Linked DNA regions of Mus musculus: all the other regions are linked to region 2. A link is a contact called in public Hi-C data. All regions are on one chromosome and are shown on one strand. Each heading gives the region's core, a stretch centred on a gene start, on an enhancer-like site or on the middle of the called end of the contact. The rest is flanking DNA. Distances are from core to core; before and after follow the strand shown. Region 1 overlaps Ksr1 (kinase suppressor of ras 1). Region 2 overlaps Nf1 (neurofibromin 1). Region 3 holds the start of Rab11fip4os2 (RAB11 family interacting protein 4 (class II), opposite strand 2).

The links. Hi-C and Micro-C count contacts between places; a contact is called where the count stands out from the background.
Region 1: a Hi-C map of embryonic fibroblasts shows a contact between it and region 2, with 4 times the contacts expected there. The contact joins two enhancer-like sites. A contact is called at or near these places in 2 of 39 promoter capture datasets (the C10 cell line and the SN4741 cell line), 3 of 15 datasets of contacts at CTCF or cohesin (the NIH/3T3 cell line and large pre-B cells), 28 of 484 Hi-C or Micro-C datasets (the C10 cell line, CD4 T cells, ECoMG-derived neutrophils and 21 more), 6 of 115 datasets of contacts at active chromatin or transcription factors (the HPC-7 cell line, T-cell acute lymphoblastic leukemia, embryonic limb bud and 2 more) and 1 of 9 other capture datasets (embryonic stem cells).
Region 3: a Hi-C map of embryonic fibroblasts shows a contact between it and region 2, with 3 times the contacts expected there. The contact joins the promoter of Rab11fip4os2 here to the enhancer-like site in region 2. A contact is called at or near these places in 2 of 39 promoter capture datasets (the C10 cell line and the HPC-7 cell line), 1 of 15 datasets of contacts at CTCF or cohesin (large pre-B cells), 13 of 484 Hi-C or Micro-C datasets (the HL-1 cell line, the HPC-7 cell line, Th1 cells and 7 more) and 3 of 115 datasets of contacts at active chromatin or transcription factors (embryonic stem cells and pancreatic cancer cells).

What each region holds. Positions count from the first base shown.
Region 1 is chr11:79,029,444-79,034,300 of GRCm38.p6, reverse strand. Ksr1 (kinase suppressor of ras 1) reads left to right here. Exons shown (of 19, transcript NM_013571.3): 10 at 918-1,083. It overlaps Gm11201 (predicted gene 11201), which reads right to left. Exons shown (of 6, transcript NR_045873.1): 4 at 3,568-3,654; 5 at 3,161-3,440; 6 at 1-1,858. Among named protein-coding and RNA genes, the nearest start is that of Gm11201, 8.3 kb to the right of the region's middle. Within about 2 kb of position 3,115, at least 118 of the 459 cell types and tissues checked have an H3K27ac peak or open chromatin away from gene starts, as enhancers often do. A contact at or near this core is called in embryonic fibroblasts, where this site is marked.
Region 2 is chr11:79,412,066-79,416,508 of GRCm38.p6, reverse strand. Nf1 (neurofibromin 1) reads right to left here. Exons shown (of 58, transcript NM_010897.2): 10 at 4,332-4,443; 11 at 3,751-3,825. Among named protein-coding and RNA genes, the nearest start is that of AU040972, 70 kb to the left of the region's middle. Within about 2 kb of position 2,573, at least 25 of the 459 cell types and tissues checked have an H3K27ac peak or open chromatin away from gene starts, as enhancers often do. A contact at or near this core is called in the HL-1 cell line, embryonic fibroblasts and pancreatic cancer cells, where this site is marked.
Region 3 is chr11:79,673,245-79,678,149 of GRCm38.p6, reverse strand. Rab11fip4os2 (RAB11 family interacting protein 4 (class II), opposite strand 2) reads left to right here and starts at 3,064. Exons shown (of 3, transcript NR_045898.2): 1 at 3,064-3,097; 2 at 3,671-3,817. All of the region lies in intron 3 of Rab11fip4 (RAB11 family interacting protein 4 (class II)), which reads right to left.

The sequences.
Region 1 (4,857 bases), core at 1,866-4,365, 380 kb after region 2:
ATGCTTGTAAAAGAAATGGCGTTAATAAGTCACGGGGGTGTGAACTAGACCTGCCCACTGATCACTTCCTGGAATCTCTCTTAGAAATTTCTTTCTAGCTCTGGGATTTTTCCCCCTTTTTTGGGACAAGCTCTCATGTATCCCAGCCTGGTCTGAAACTCACTTTATGGCCAAGGCTGACTTTAAGCTTCTGAGCCTCCTGCCTCAACTTCCTCCTGAAGCACTACGCCCAGTTTATGCGGGGCTGAGATCAAAACCAGACCTGGGGCAAGCATCACACCAGCTGAACCACATTGCCAGTCCTCAGTTCTGGAATTCTTAACTCTTCGAGACAGCGGACAACATTGGCCCAAGCTGTGGCCTCTTCCGGAGTTTTGTGGGGTTTTCTGAGTTCCTTGACACTAGGACAAGATCACAAAACCACAGACTCGATTTGCTTCCTGCCGAGGGGCCTGAAGCTGCATAAATGTTGGTCACAATATAAATTCACTTCATTAAGAAGGTGCCCAGCTCAAAGCCAGGCGGGTGCTGGGGCGGGAGAGATGGTCAAACCACCCTCGGCTGTCAGAAGCTGACATAGGGTCCGTTACGGTGCCTGGGTGCGGAAATGCTGAGCACTGTGGAAGGATGAAGAGGAAGAGTATAGTTCAGGCAGGCTTCAGGCAGGCTTCTGGGGAGAAGAAGGAACTGCAATGAGAAAGATGGGCAGGAATCCTTTAGGAGAGGGTCTCTTAAGTGTCCTTCCATCGTATATTAGTCCCAGATAATCTTGGGGCTTCAGAATGGGCCCCCAAGGATCTCCTGTTCCAACCTCCACCTGTAGAGATGGAGGGGGTGGAAGGAGGGCGGGCGCCCCAGGTGGCAGAGGCTGAGTTGAGCTTGCAGCCTTGCTCATCTCCGCATCTCTGGCCTTGCAGGAGCACCCTCCAGCCATGAACCTGGACTCCAGCAGCAACCCATCCTCCACCACGTCCTCCACACCCTCATCGCCGGCACCTTTCCTGACCTCATCTAATCCCTCCAGTGCCACCACGCCTCCCAACCCGTCACCTGGCCAGCGGGACAGCAGGTTCAGCTTCCCAGGTACCACACCTCTGGGCTTTTCTGGGTCCCGAGGGATACCTTCAGATCTCTCCCCATCTCCCCCGAGAGCTGAGTCGGCAGAGCATCTGCTGAGCATAGGATTAATGCACTTCATACAGATGAGGACGCTGGGGTTAAGGAAGGAGGAGTGGCTGGCCCAGCAATGTACACAGAGCCTGGCTTCTTAGGATGACCCGGGATGCCAGCCTGGGCTTGGCGTAGTTTCTGCCCGGCATCATCCTCTCTCAGAGCTGATGTCTGAACTTGAGAGTGTCGTGATAGGCAGCAGGGAGCAAGAAACCTACAGTGCATCTGTTGCATACCCAGTTCTGTGCCTGGGTCTAGCTACGCAAAGACGATCTCACATCCCTTCCTGTGCCACCCAGAGACCATAGGGAATTAAAATAAGGTGGTCACCACTGAGCAGGTGAGGATTCCGGGCCCTGGGGCAACCCTGGAGGAGCAGAGCTGAGCCCAGCTGCCCTCAGAAGCTATGCTCAGATCCCGGTTGCCCCGGAACTGCTGGAAGAGGCCAGGATTGCATTCCTGTCTTACCATTGGTTCTGGTCAGCCACACTGGGCTGCCCTGTCTCCAGGGTGCAGAGCAAGGCCCACTTACCTACATGGCACTTAGCTGTCACCTTGGCAAGAGATGTCAAACCTCAGTCCTGGGCTTATCTGGTCTTTAGTCCTAATGGGAAATGCTGCACAGTGATGTTCCTGTTTGTTGTAGCCCACAGGATCCAGATCAGTCCCATCACTGGTTCCTAGAATTCTAAGCCCAGAAAGACAAGAGTACCACCACACCCCTCAACCCTTCACCTGGCTAATGAGACCGACACTAACCCTATATACAGCCAGCAGCTGGCCAAGCAGCCTCTGGCCCATTGGGGACTTTGGGACTTCTCTTGGGGGTGGCAAGGGGTAGGACTCTTCCGTCCCTTGTTCTTGTGCCTTCCTTAATATGCATGTGGCTGGATTGCTCCTAACAGTGCAGTGAAGTTTGTGCCCTGCGTACCACCCCACCCTCTGGTTTAACACAGCCACAGCCCCTGGATTCACTTCCTTTCCTGTTGCTCTGCCTTTACTCTCTGAACAAGTTCTGTTTGCTAAACCATCTAGTTTGGGTTTTCCACAGAAGGGCCAGTTTGAAAAGCAAGGGACACACACACAAAAAAAAGTCTTTTTTATTATATTGATCGGACCCTTTCCACTAACACAGATGACCCATAAAGGAGATGGGTTTCCTTCATCCCTTATGCAGAAGTGTCACCTTCTCCATGATCATAGTGGACTCACAGACAGATCCCTAGGGAACTGAGAAGGCTTGAACCCCTCCCACCACCTACCTGTCCTGTGCTGTCCAGGATCCTCATAGCTGTCCTGCACAGGAAAGCCTGGGCAAGCTCATATATCTCCCTTGTTCAATAAGGCACTGAGGGGTTAACTGCCTCCTCAGTCCCCAGAGCCTTAGCATGGAGTAGAGCCGAGGTTGGACTCTCCTAGAGTTCCAACTTCTTGCAAGGCCAAGGCAGGAGAATGGGGCCCATGTGTTTGAAACCAGCCCAAGCAAGATAGCAAGCATCTCAAAAACATAAGCAAGTGGTATGTCATGGTTCTAAGTCTGGAATCACAGCACTTAGCCCGATCCAGAACTCAGGCAGTGAGGTTAAGCTGTTTCCGGGCGGGGCCAGACTGAAGGGAACGAGGCTTTTCTGCACACACCATTGAACCTTGTCAAAGCCACTGATCTCCCTACTCTACCTGAGCCTCCTGACTCAAGGACATCTTTCTAGAATAAACCTGGTCCGAGCTTTTCCCCCATGCGCACTGGCCAGGGCTGTGCGGCTAGGGAACCACCGAGCTGGTGTGCTGCCGCCCCATCTCTAGTGCAGCATCACCACTCGGGGCTATCCACGCCCCGACTCTCTCCTAATTTGGGTCTCTTTCCTGGATGGCTCCACCTTTTCTCACCAGAGCCCCTGGGGCAGAGCCGCCTAAGCCAATAACCAGTGCCTGCTCCCCCCAAGCCCACGCCCCCCCTCCTCCCGCGCTGCCTGTGCACTGTGTGACTCACCTCCTCTTCTGTTTAAAGCTGCCTACTTCATTCATCATAGACAGCAGTTTATCTTCCCAGGTGAGTCTTCTGCGTGGGTCCACTAACTGCCCCTTGCTGGGACCCTCTCCTTCCCGCCGGGTGCCTTCTCCCCACACGTTTGAGTCCACTGCAGCTAGGCAAGAGGTTGCGAAGTCCTGGAGGTGTGGACCTTCATGTGGGCAGTACCTTGCTGGATGGGACTCTGGAGTCTGTCCATCCTCCCTAGTCTTTTACAGGGAACTGGTTCAGGGTCACACTGCTGTGAAGTGATAAGAGACAGATAAGAAAGCAGAACTCACACATTTGCAGAATGAGGGAGAGGAACTGCTTGCTGATGGTGCCTGGTGAATAATGAACAAGGCAAAGCCAATTAGGGAGAGTCTTACAGGCATTGGCATCTGTCAGCTGGCTTTGCCTTTCCCAGCCTTAACACACAGCGCCCCCTGCTGGCCGTCACTGGAACTACCTTCTCACTGCAGAAAGTTTGAAGAAAAAAAACTTTCATTCAATAAGGCATGGATTGATTCCCTCCTACAAAAAAAAAAAATCTATTTTTGCACACCTGTGCATTTGGCCATACTTCTTCACCTTCTGTCTGTATAGGATCAATGCTTTTCTCCTCCCGCTGGAAATACAGTATTTCCACACAGTGGGCTTTAGCTGACTCTAATAGTCTTTTTTTTCCTCTGGTTTGCCAAGACTGGAAGACTCAGTATTTGGGTATTCCAGGCCTTTCTATCTCCCAGATCAGCTCCATTCAGGAACTGAGTTGGAGCATTTGGCAACCCTTATCCCTGTAACGCTACTTGGGTGTGATCGCCAGCTGTCACAGCTTGGGAGATCCGCCCCTTTTGTATGATCCCCTACCTCCCAAGAGCCTTCCTAGTTACCATCTCTAGGCTATGTATACTAGTGTTCCTCCCCAACCGAGGAGCCACAGTGCTTTTTCCTGAATGGCCTGTTTTGTCCTGAAGGTGGGCGTAGAGCCCCATATACCAGTTGTAACAGGGACAGGTAGGAACAGACTGCACAATGTACTCTTAGCTTCCAAGAGCAGGTGTGAGGCTTCCCAGACGTCCGCCCACACCCCCACTTCCTACACTTCATCTAAGGCATGTGTAGCTTCTGGAATGTTCTGAGCACGTGTGGACATGCTGGCCTGGTAGTCTAGAGGCCATTATAGCGGTAGCCGGAGAGGCTGGAGATGTTTCTGAGGCCCGTGGACTCCCAACACTGACCAGGATGTCAGGCACATGTGTGCGTGCCCCGTTAAGAAGGCCCACAGCTTCTGTCAGAGTTTGGTTCCGCGGGCTGAGAAGGAAGGTTTTTGTCCGGGCAGGGGAGGGACTACTGACAGCTTGAGCAGTTTCTACTAACTGATCCTCTTTGTTGAAAGAGGGGAGCACTGACCCCTACCACCACTCTTCATGTAGCACTTCGCCTCCACTTTTGAGGGGACCATCTATTTCTGGTGCCCTAGAGGCGGGTCTTTATGCTACAACTAGACTACCTAGGGTCAGGGGTCAGCCTCAGCTGCCTGGCCTGGAGCCTCCTGGTACACAGACTGAATTCCCTCATCTTACCCAGAGCTATGGCACTAGCCACCCAATTGGGTGACCCGCAGCTATATACCGGATGTCGGTATCACAGGTGTTATCAGGTGCCATAGAGCTGCC
Region 2 (4,443 bases), core at 1,324-3,823:
AAGCATCTCCTTTAATATCTTATCAAACTACTGGGAGTGGGGGGTTGCTATTTTCAGTTTTGGTTTAGTTTACATCTGTTTGGTTTTTGACACATGTTCTTGCTGGAATTCACTATGTTGTCCAAACTGGTCTAGAACCTGTGATTCTCCTGCCTCAGCCTCTTAAATGCTAGAACTACAAGCATAAGCCACCACAACCACCTTACTATGTAATCATTTTTGATAACTGCAAAACTGTACCACAGTAATATGTATGCACTATTGTACTGGCTAGTTTTATGTGTCAACTTGACACAGGCTGAGGTTATCACAGAGAAAGGAGGTTCAGTTGGGGAAGTAAGTGTCTCCATGAGATCCAACTGTAAGGCATTTTCTCAATTAGTGATCAAGGGGGAAGGTCCCCTTGTAGGTGGGACCATCTCTGGGCTGGCAGTCTTAGGTTCTATAAGAGAGCAGGCTGAGCAAGCCAGGGGAAGCAAGCCAATAAGTAACATCCCTCCATGGTCTCTGCATCAGCTCCTGCTTCCTGACCTGCTTGAGTTCCAGTCCTGACTTCCTTTAGTGATGAACAGCAGTATGGAAGTGTAAGCTGAATAAACCCTTTCCTCCCCAACTTGCTTCTTGGTCATGATGTTTGTGCAGGAATAGAAACCCTAACTAAGACAACTATATATTAACTTTTAGACTTAAGATTTAAAATTTTTTATAATTTTCTATTTTCATAAGGAATTAATTCATTTATTTCAAAGTAAAGGCTATATTCTCAAATAAAATAGGCACTAAAGATTAGACATCCCTGAGTTAATAAAACTTTAGTGTTTTAGTCAGTTACTAAGTGTGTGCATTCTGAAACTAGTCAATGAAATAGACATTTCCCCTTAACAATAGTTTATTAAAAATATTAAGACTAATATAAGTGAATTATGTACATTCCTCAAGGTTATTTAAATAATTTTCAAGTACCCTAGAAATACTTCTTTAACCATCTCTTGCCAGAGATTACCTTCAATATATGAACTATTAAAAGGCAAACTACAATAAACTGCTACAAGAAAAAAATCTGCAATGAACTACTGTCCTATCTGTAGCATGTTGACTTACATGTATATTTTTAAAATTTCCTAGCTGCACATCTAATTTAACCTTTAAAAAGCCTATAAAGATGATACAGATGTAATATAGATCTTAAAACTATAGTTTCTCTCTTAGTGCACATCATTTTCAAAAAGTGACAGTATAAATACCACTTTAGAAACTACTAAAAAAAAAATTACCACTGCATCAAAATTCAAATAGTGAATAGACTTTAAGAATCTCTAAAAGAAATTGGAATGTTTTAGATTTAAACATAGTACTTATAAATTGTGTATGAGGACATCTCACAGAAGCAATATAAAACTCCAAACATAATTTCTCATTCTATATAAACCCACAAAAAGATTACAACTTTTATCTTTTAGGAGAACATAATAATTTTTTAAAGCTGTAAACTGGCTTAGTAGACATGGAAAAGGTGCGCTGAGGAGGTATACTGAACCAAAGCATTTAAAAAGAAAATATATACCAACAAATTAAAGATCTAGACTCCATGAATCTAGGAAAGAATTCATATTACTTGAAAACAAACATTTTCCTACTAAAAGTTTCCAGTAAAACTCTATAAAACTCAACTGTATAAATCTGCATATTTACTGTTACAGTCTTTAACAATTAAAAGTACTTTAAAGTCAGTATTTTTTGGCCTCAAGTCTTGGTAGTGTGGACTCTAATAAAACACAATTTACTCAGCAATCTCTAAGGATGAGGTATAACTAAAGTATAACTGAAAGTCACTTTGGAAGCTGGGTACAGTAGCTCAGTCCTTTAACCCCACCACTCAGGAGGCAGATGGAGCTCTCTGAGTTTAAGGCCTGCCTGGTCTACATAGTTTCAGACCGTCTAAAACTACATGGTGAGACCTTGTCTCAAGAAACAAACAAACAAAAAGTCACATTGGCATTATCTGAGTTGTTTACAAGCTATTCCACTCAACAGATGTTGATGTATTTAAAGACTAGTCAGTATGGGTGCTTTATATACAAATGTCCCCGGATGCAGACACACTCTGCCTTCATACATGCAGCACTCCTCAGAAAGGGGAGAACACGCTTTCACCAGGCACACAGACGGACGGAGGCATGCAGGAACTAACACTCCAGGCATGCTTGAAACCCAGAAAGAAGCAGCTCAGCCACTTACAGCAGTGCCAAGTCCATGCTTGAAAGTGCTCTATGTATTCAATTATAGACAAAAATATTTCACAATTAAAGTAACTAATCACAGAATATCCAAAGACTATAAACTTGGATTTATTAAATGTTAACCATTCATATAAAGTTATCTAATTAAGTGGAATACTTTCAATATTTTGAATCAAGGTAGGCAACTAGTATTTTGGAATTACATATAAACTTATGGGATAGGAAAATCATCTTTTTTGTTGTTTTTTAAATTTAAAACTAAAGCTTAGAATGAGTCAATGTGCTGAGTCAATGAGACGATGGCCTGAGTCATTACACTGGCAAATGTACAGGTTTTGATATAAACATATTCTATCTACACTTAGATTCACAATACTATCCTCATTGGAACTAACTGGATTAAGTGTAACTTATACCTCTATCAGTGATATTCAAATGAGGGCTGTATTATTCCTAAGCATTTAGTTGTTCATAATGCAGGAGATAGAGCGTGGTTGCCGTTTCATGAATGATGGATGTCCTGCAAGGCCAGGCTAAAACAGAGACCCAACATCCTAAAATGCTACTAGCACTCCACCAAGCAAAATGAGTATGTCACTAAGTAGCTTGATCAGCAGTTATTTTCCCCTGCAAAAATACCTTTAAAAAAGAGTAATGTTAGGTTTAATTTGATAATTCCAAGGCAAATAAAGGAATGGGTATTATTTTAATTCACAAGTCATAACAGAATTTAGAAGTAAGACAAATACTCCAAAGTATTAGTCATCAAAGACTTTAAGGGAGGAAAAAAAGAAACAAAGTGAACAAGTTACTCATAAGTGTATCATATCTGCCAATGTGTAAAAGTAGTACTAAGAAAAACATACATGACTAAGAATGTCCATACATGGAGATTTTAAATTCTGCAGTCCACATCTACTACTACCTTCCTGTCTGCTTTCCATTTAGTACACACACAGCACAAATACCTCTAATGAAGTCAGCTATTTTCTCTGAAATGCTTTTGTCTCTTGTGGTATTTATTTTAAAGCATGTGTTTTATTCTAATTAAGGGGATGAAAAGGTAAAATCAAATGAAGCTTCACCATTTTAAATGCCCATAGCTAGGCTGTACTACAATTACTCTTCCTTCCAACTTAACAAAGATAGTAAGAAAGAAAGCACTAAATTGTTTTTCAGTGGCATTGTTCTCAACAGATTTTGAACTTTAAATGACACTTTGTAGGCTTATTCCTTACAAAAGATTCTATTAACTCCATCCCTCTCACTAAAAGCCTCAGGTAGAGACTGAATATACAGCTGCAGCTGGACATCAACTGCTCGTGGGATCATCTTAGGGAAGCTCTGCTTTACAGAAAGGTCTAAGTTCAGAACAGTTGATAAAACCAGAATCTTCCTTAAAAAGAAAAGAACATATAACCCAAATCAACAAAGAGACCTTTACTTGTTAGTAGTACAGTACTAGCTTTTACTTTACTTGTTAGTAGTACAGTACTAGCTTTAGACTTACATTGGTGATGATGCGGTGCAGTGAGTTTACCAACACATAGTGAAATGTAGAAGGTGAATTCTGAGCCAGGCAGATCTGCCAAAAAAAAAAAAAAAAAAAAAAAAAAAAAAAGTACATTAACAAACAGAGAGAAAAAAACAGCAAAAAGTAAGTTACTTTCAATAAAATAAATTTAAGGTGTTGAAATTAACATCAAGAATTAGAGTTAAGAAATATTAGTAAGAGGCTAGAAAGATATCTCAGAGTTTAAGACCAATGACTGCTCTTTAAAACGATCTAGGTTCAGTTCCCAGCACTCACACACAGCAGTTCACAATTGTCTAGAACTACAGTTCCAGGGGACACAATGCCATCTTCTGGCCTCCGTCACCCCCATACACATACATGGTGCACAGATATAAATGCAGCTAAAACATCCAGATGCATGAAATAAAAATAAATCTTTTAAAAAAAAGAAACACTAATGAAAGTACACCTATTCATCTTTATAGTTTCTGCATTTTATAGAGATAACCACATCAATATTATGTTATATAATACATATATATAATATGCATGGTTATATAAAACAACGATCTGACCTTAAAGTGTTGGTTGTTGTGAGGGCTTATCCGAAAGCAAGAGACAAGACAGTCAATCATGAGGTCCACATCTGCAGGCTGACTGCCTCTAGAGAATGGTTTACTTGGATTA
Region 3 (4,905 bases), core at 1,815-4,314, 260 kb before region 2:
TTAATTATAACTTCAAAATCATTTCTTGCAGCTCCCCCCCCCCCCCCCAAATTAAAGCAGCATAAGGCAGGCAGTAAAAGAAGTGAGCAGGATGGCACAGGCCCTGCGCCGGACCCAAGCAGCCCTCCTCCTCAGTCTGCTCCCTCCTGCAAGGCCAGGCCTCTGTGGAACGGTGAGCAAAGTGCCGGGTCAGCAGCTCTCACCCCACACACCTCAGGAAGGGAGGTAGTTCTTGGGGGTACAGAAGAGGCCTCTGACCCCCACCCTGTACCCCTCCTAGCAGGCACGGAGAGCTAAGTCACACAAGGACCCCGTCGGAGCTGGTGATGTTTCTCTATGATTCTTAAGTTGCACGGGGAAGGGATTACACGAGCAAGGGAGACACCCCCTAGCAATAAAATCACCCTCCCAGGGGTCTAGGTGGCTCTGCTCTGTGCCATCCCCCAGCTATACCCGCTCAGGCCAGAACCCCAAAGAGAAACTGTGTCACGTGGCTCAGGGCACTGGAGAGCTTTGGGGACTGTGTAGGAGCTGATGACGAACCTCCAGAGGATGCCATGCAAACTCTACTCAGGCTGACGCAAGATACAGATCTCTGTGCTGAACAAATGCAGGAGGCCCTGGCTGGTCAGAGTCTCTCCCTAAAGTGTGATGTGTGATGAGATGAGGGGCAGCATCGTCATCACCCCACCTGATCACCATGCCGGTTGGAGCACATGTCTACACCCTGCATCTCCCGTGGTGCCCAGGACCTGTCCCGAGAGCCGGTAGAGCAGGAAACCGGTACCCGAGGAGACTGACTTTCTACTGAGAAATATGGATGCTCAGAGCAGTTTCTGAGTTTCTAGCTTGCAGAACTCTTCTTTCTTGTCCTGATCACCAGTGGGGTGTGTGTGTGTGTCTGTGGTGTGTGTGTGTGTGTGTGTGTGTGTGCGCGTGTGTGTGTCTGCGTGCACAGGGAGAAGGGGAGGTCATCACGCAGTTGCCCTGGCATTGAGTACACAGGTCCAAGCCAGGAGCTTACAGAGGCCTCCTCAGAGTCTGCACAGAAAGGCTACGGCTGGTCTTTAAGGAAGCTTCAGGAAGGCAGTATCCTCAGCAGGCAGTATGGCTCTTTGTGGCCCCATCTAGCCTCCCAGGGCTCTGTCCCTGAGGGCGCAGAGGTGCGCGCTACATACAGAGTTCTTGTCCTTCTGGGCCACAGGGACTATACTCCCATGAGCCACCCTGGCTTGCTTGTGTCCAAACTCAGGGACACCTTCTTCCCCAACCTTGGGGTCCACGGGGTGATGGAAGATAAAGTAGATATAGTGTGCCCCTGTGTAAACCCAGGGGACCTCTGTGGCTAGGACTGCTGGAGGGCACAGCTCTGGAGCCTGGCAGTTAGTCCTGGTAGACTCAGCTGCTCATTAAGTCCTGTGTTCCTGGACAAGACTCTACCTCCACAAGGCCCTGGGATTTCCCCTAGAGAGCAGGGACTGTCATTTTTGCCTGAGAGGCTGCATGACAAGTACCAGTTGGCAGCTATGAAAGCTTAAAGAAGTCAGACCTGGCGTGGAGAGAGACTGGAGGCTGTCTGCTCAGGGACCAGGTTGTCTCACCTGCCATAGGTCCTTGGCTGGTCAGCTAGCAAGAGCCTGACAGATATATATGGTTGGGCCTGGGGAATAATTCCAAGGACAGGGATTACTGGAGACAGTACTGAGCCCAAGTCCCAGGAAATAGGACCCAGCTACATCCCCGGAGTGCCCCCACCTCCATGTTTCCACTTAGTCTTCTCATCTAGGGATGAACAAAGCCGGCTCTAACTGGAAGTGGTTGCCAGAAGGCACACAGGCTGCCCAGGCAGCCCCTCTTCAGCCTCTCTAAGAGCTGTGTTCCCCCGTCAGAAGGTCCCACGGTCACCCTTTCCTCTGTAAGAAGTTGGAAAGGGCTGAATTCAAGGGCTGCTGAAAAGACCCAGTATCAGTACACGTGCTGGGCTGTCCAAGCCTCAGAGAGGCTCACAAGGGCCCACTGTCCCCGCTGTGCAGGCAGGAGGTACAGCAGGACCCAAACCAAACAGCTTCATTTGGTATTTACCCTCATCCACCTAGGGGGGTGGGGGTGGCAGAGGGGGAATCTCAAGGTCACACACCCTAGGTTTCCTGGCAGCGAAACAAAGATGAACAGAGAACACAGGCGGTACAGAGTGGCTACGTATTTCCATTCCCTACAAGGGCAGAGAGGGTGAAGTGGTGGCCACAGGGAGGTCTACATCCTGACCCTCAGCAGCTAGCACTCCAGGAGCGCATGACTGAGCACGGCCTGAATCAAACTGCACTGCGCCACAGGACCTGGACGACCATCCAAGGAGCATCTAAGGCAGTGTTTCTCAGTCCTCCTGACGCTTAAAACCGTTTAAAACGCAGTTCCTCATGCTGTAGCAACCCCCAACCATAAGGTGATTTTGTTGCTACTTCAGAACTGTAATCTTGCTACTGTTATGGATCAAAATGCAAGCGTCTGTCATTTCTGATGGCCTTAGGTGGCCCCCGTGGAAGGGTCGTTTGGAAACCCAGGAGGTTGCGACCCACAGCTTGAGAACCACTCACTGACTCACTGATCTAAGAGTTTGTTGTGGCCGCTGTCCAGCGGCGTGACCGCTGGATGAGGTGTTTCATCTCTGAGCATCCTCGATGCATACACGTGACCAGGATTGTCAGAGGATCTAATTAAGGACAATGGCTCACTGTCTGAGGACACTGAAAACATGACAGAGAGATGGTGGGCGTTGGGGACATGATCTAGAGTGGGTTCCAGTCGCACTCCACTACATATGAGCACTGTGGCCTGTAGGTTACTGAACTACCCTACCCAGTGCCTCAGTTCCCTCACCTCCACAGCTGAGCTAACCATAACTGGAGTTCAGTGAACTGGCAACTGTTCTAAGTAATTGTTCTTAGAATGCATGGGAAGGGCTTCGTGAGCGATTACTGTCATTAGTAGGTTAAGGGACGGTCTCCAGGGCCACACCTGAGCATTCCGAATTCTATCCAAGCCCGGGGAGGCTTCCCTCTGACTGACCCCTCGGTGATACACTGGGGTGGACAGAGAGGTAGGCTGAGCTCTAGGAGGCCAAGTTAGGTTTTCCTCCCTGCACCAGGGTCCTCTCATGCCCACTGCCTTGGCAGGTCTGCCTGCACATTAGTCACAGCCTGTAATAAGTGTTAAGATGAGATGTTGCCTGGAGAAGGGAGTCCAGGAGGCCCTGAGGTGCGGGCTCATCCACCCCCAGCTCTGGCAACAGGCTCCACTCCGCAGGCGGTGACTTGGAGCCAAAGCGCAGCTCTGTGGGGACAGGGCTGGGTAAAAATAGCCTGGGCGGGCACATCTCAGCTTCCCTTGAAAACCAGGCACCCGTGGGTACACGTGGATCTCCCCACTGTAGGGAAGGGGCTGTAAGTGGGCACAGGCCAACAATGGAATCTCTTGTGTGTGTGGCCAGTCAATACCCTGGAGACATGGAACAGACCAGGGTCATGATGGGTTTTTCCTTTGGGTGGCAGGAACCTCCCCTCGAGGAGGGGCTCCAGGTCCCAACACCCCAAATTCAAAGAGGGTGGGCTAGGACTGCCTACAGTGACACACACCCTCATGACCCCCCCATACTTGGCTGTTTTTTTCACAGAGACATGACGACCATGGTGGCTGTGAAGCAATCCTGACAGTAACTGACTTCCCCTGGGGCTGCCAACCCTGCTATACACACACTGACCGGATGCTTGTCAGTGGCTGCCTGGTGCCAATCAAAGGTCAAAGGTGGGATCAAGTTAAGGTTAGCATCCAAGCAAAAGACCAGAACCTTGACCTACCTCCAAGTCCAAGGGAACCCACAGGAGAACTGGTCACTCTGCTATCTCCATTGCTCTGAGAGTAGCCTTAACCTGTGAGATCGAAGCTCTATGGCCCTGGGCTTCCTATTTTGGTGCAGGAGGCGAAGGTTTAGAAGGCAGGACAGACTACCATGTTTCTTCCCAGACCTACCCCACCTGCACCACGCCAAGAATGGCAGCCAGGGCAGGGTTTGGTCCCTGGGCTCCAAGTCTACTCCTGAACCCCCGATGAGTCTCACCTTAGGTCAAGACAACCCCTCAGCAGGAGCCCTCAGGTGACAATCTCTGTGCAGATATTCCAATGTTAACCTCAGTTGGAACTCAGTTGCAACTCGTCTGAGGACAGGGCCGGGGAGGGGGGAAGGGCGCCGCAGCAACAATAGATGCTTCCTCTTTGGTTTCAAGTCATGCCGGGATTTCTCAGGCCTCTAGTGCTATTTACACAGACCATGGGCACACAGACCTAGCCAACCACTGCCTGTGGAAGCCCACACAGCTTTTCATCCCAACTTCAACTGCCTCCCAGGTCCCACACCGGTCTTAACTCCCACCTGCTGACAGGAAATGGCAGAGATTAGGTGAAGATAGCACACTGTAGCTCCCAGAAAAACTTAGAAAGGAGACATCAAACAGCCCAGAGCAGAGCCGAGATCTGTTCCAAAAGGTCTGGAGGCATGAGCAGTGTTAAGGGATCTAAAGAGCCAAGTCCACAGAGAGGGGCTGGCGTAAGGTACAGCACCAAGAAGGAGGGTCTGAGGTAGACCTGGGCAGCGCAGCTCTGACTGACAAGCATGTCCAACTGCCCAGAAGGCTGCGGCTCAGCCAGTGCCCAAGCTGGAAACCAATCAATACCTAGGCAGACCTTTGACCGAGATTCCTGTGCCTTTGACCAAGGGCCTACTGACAGAGAAGAGAAAGAAGTTGCCCACATTGTTGGCCAGGGCCTGTTTGGTGCTGCCAAGGGACTGGCTGCTGCTCCTGTGTGAGCATGCAGGTGAGCAGGGGCCCTACTGCCAAGCCACACCCCTTA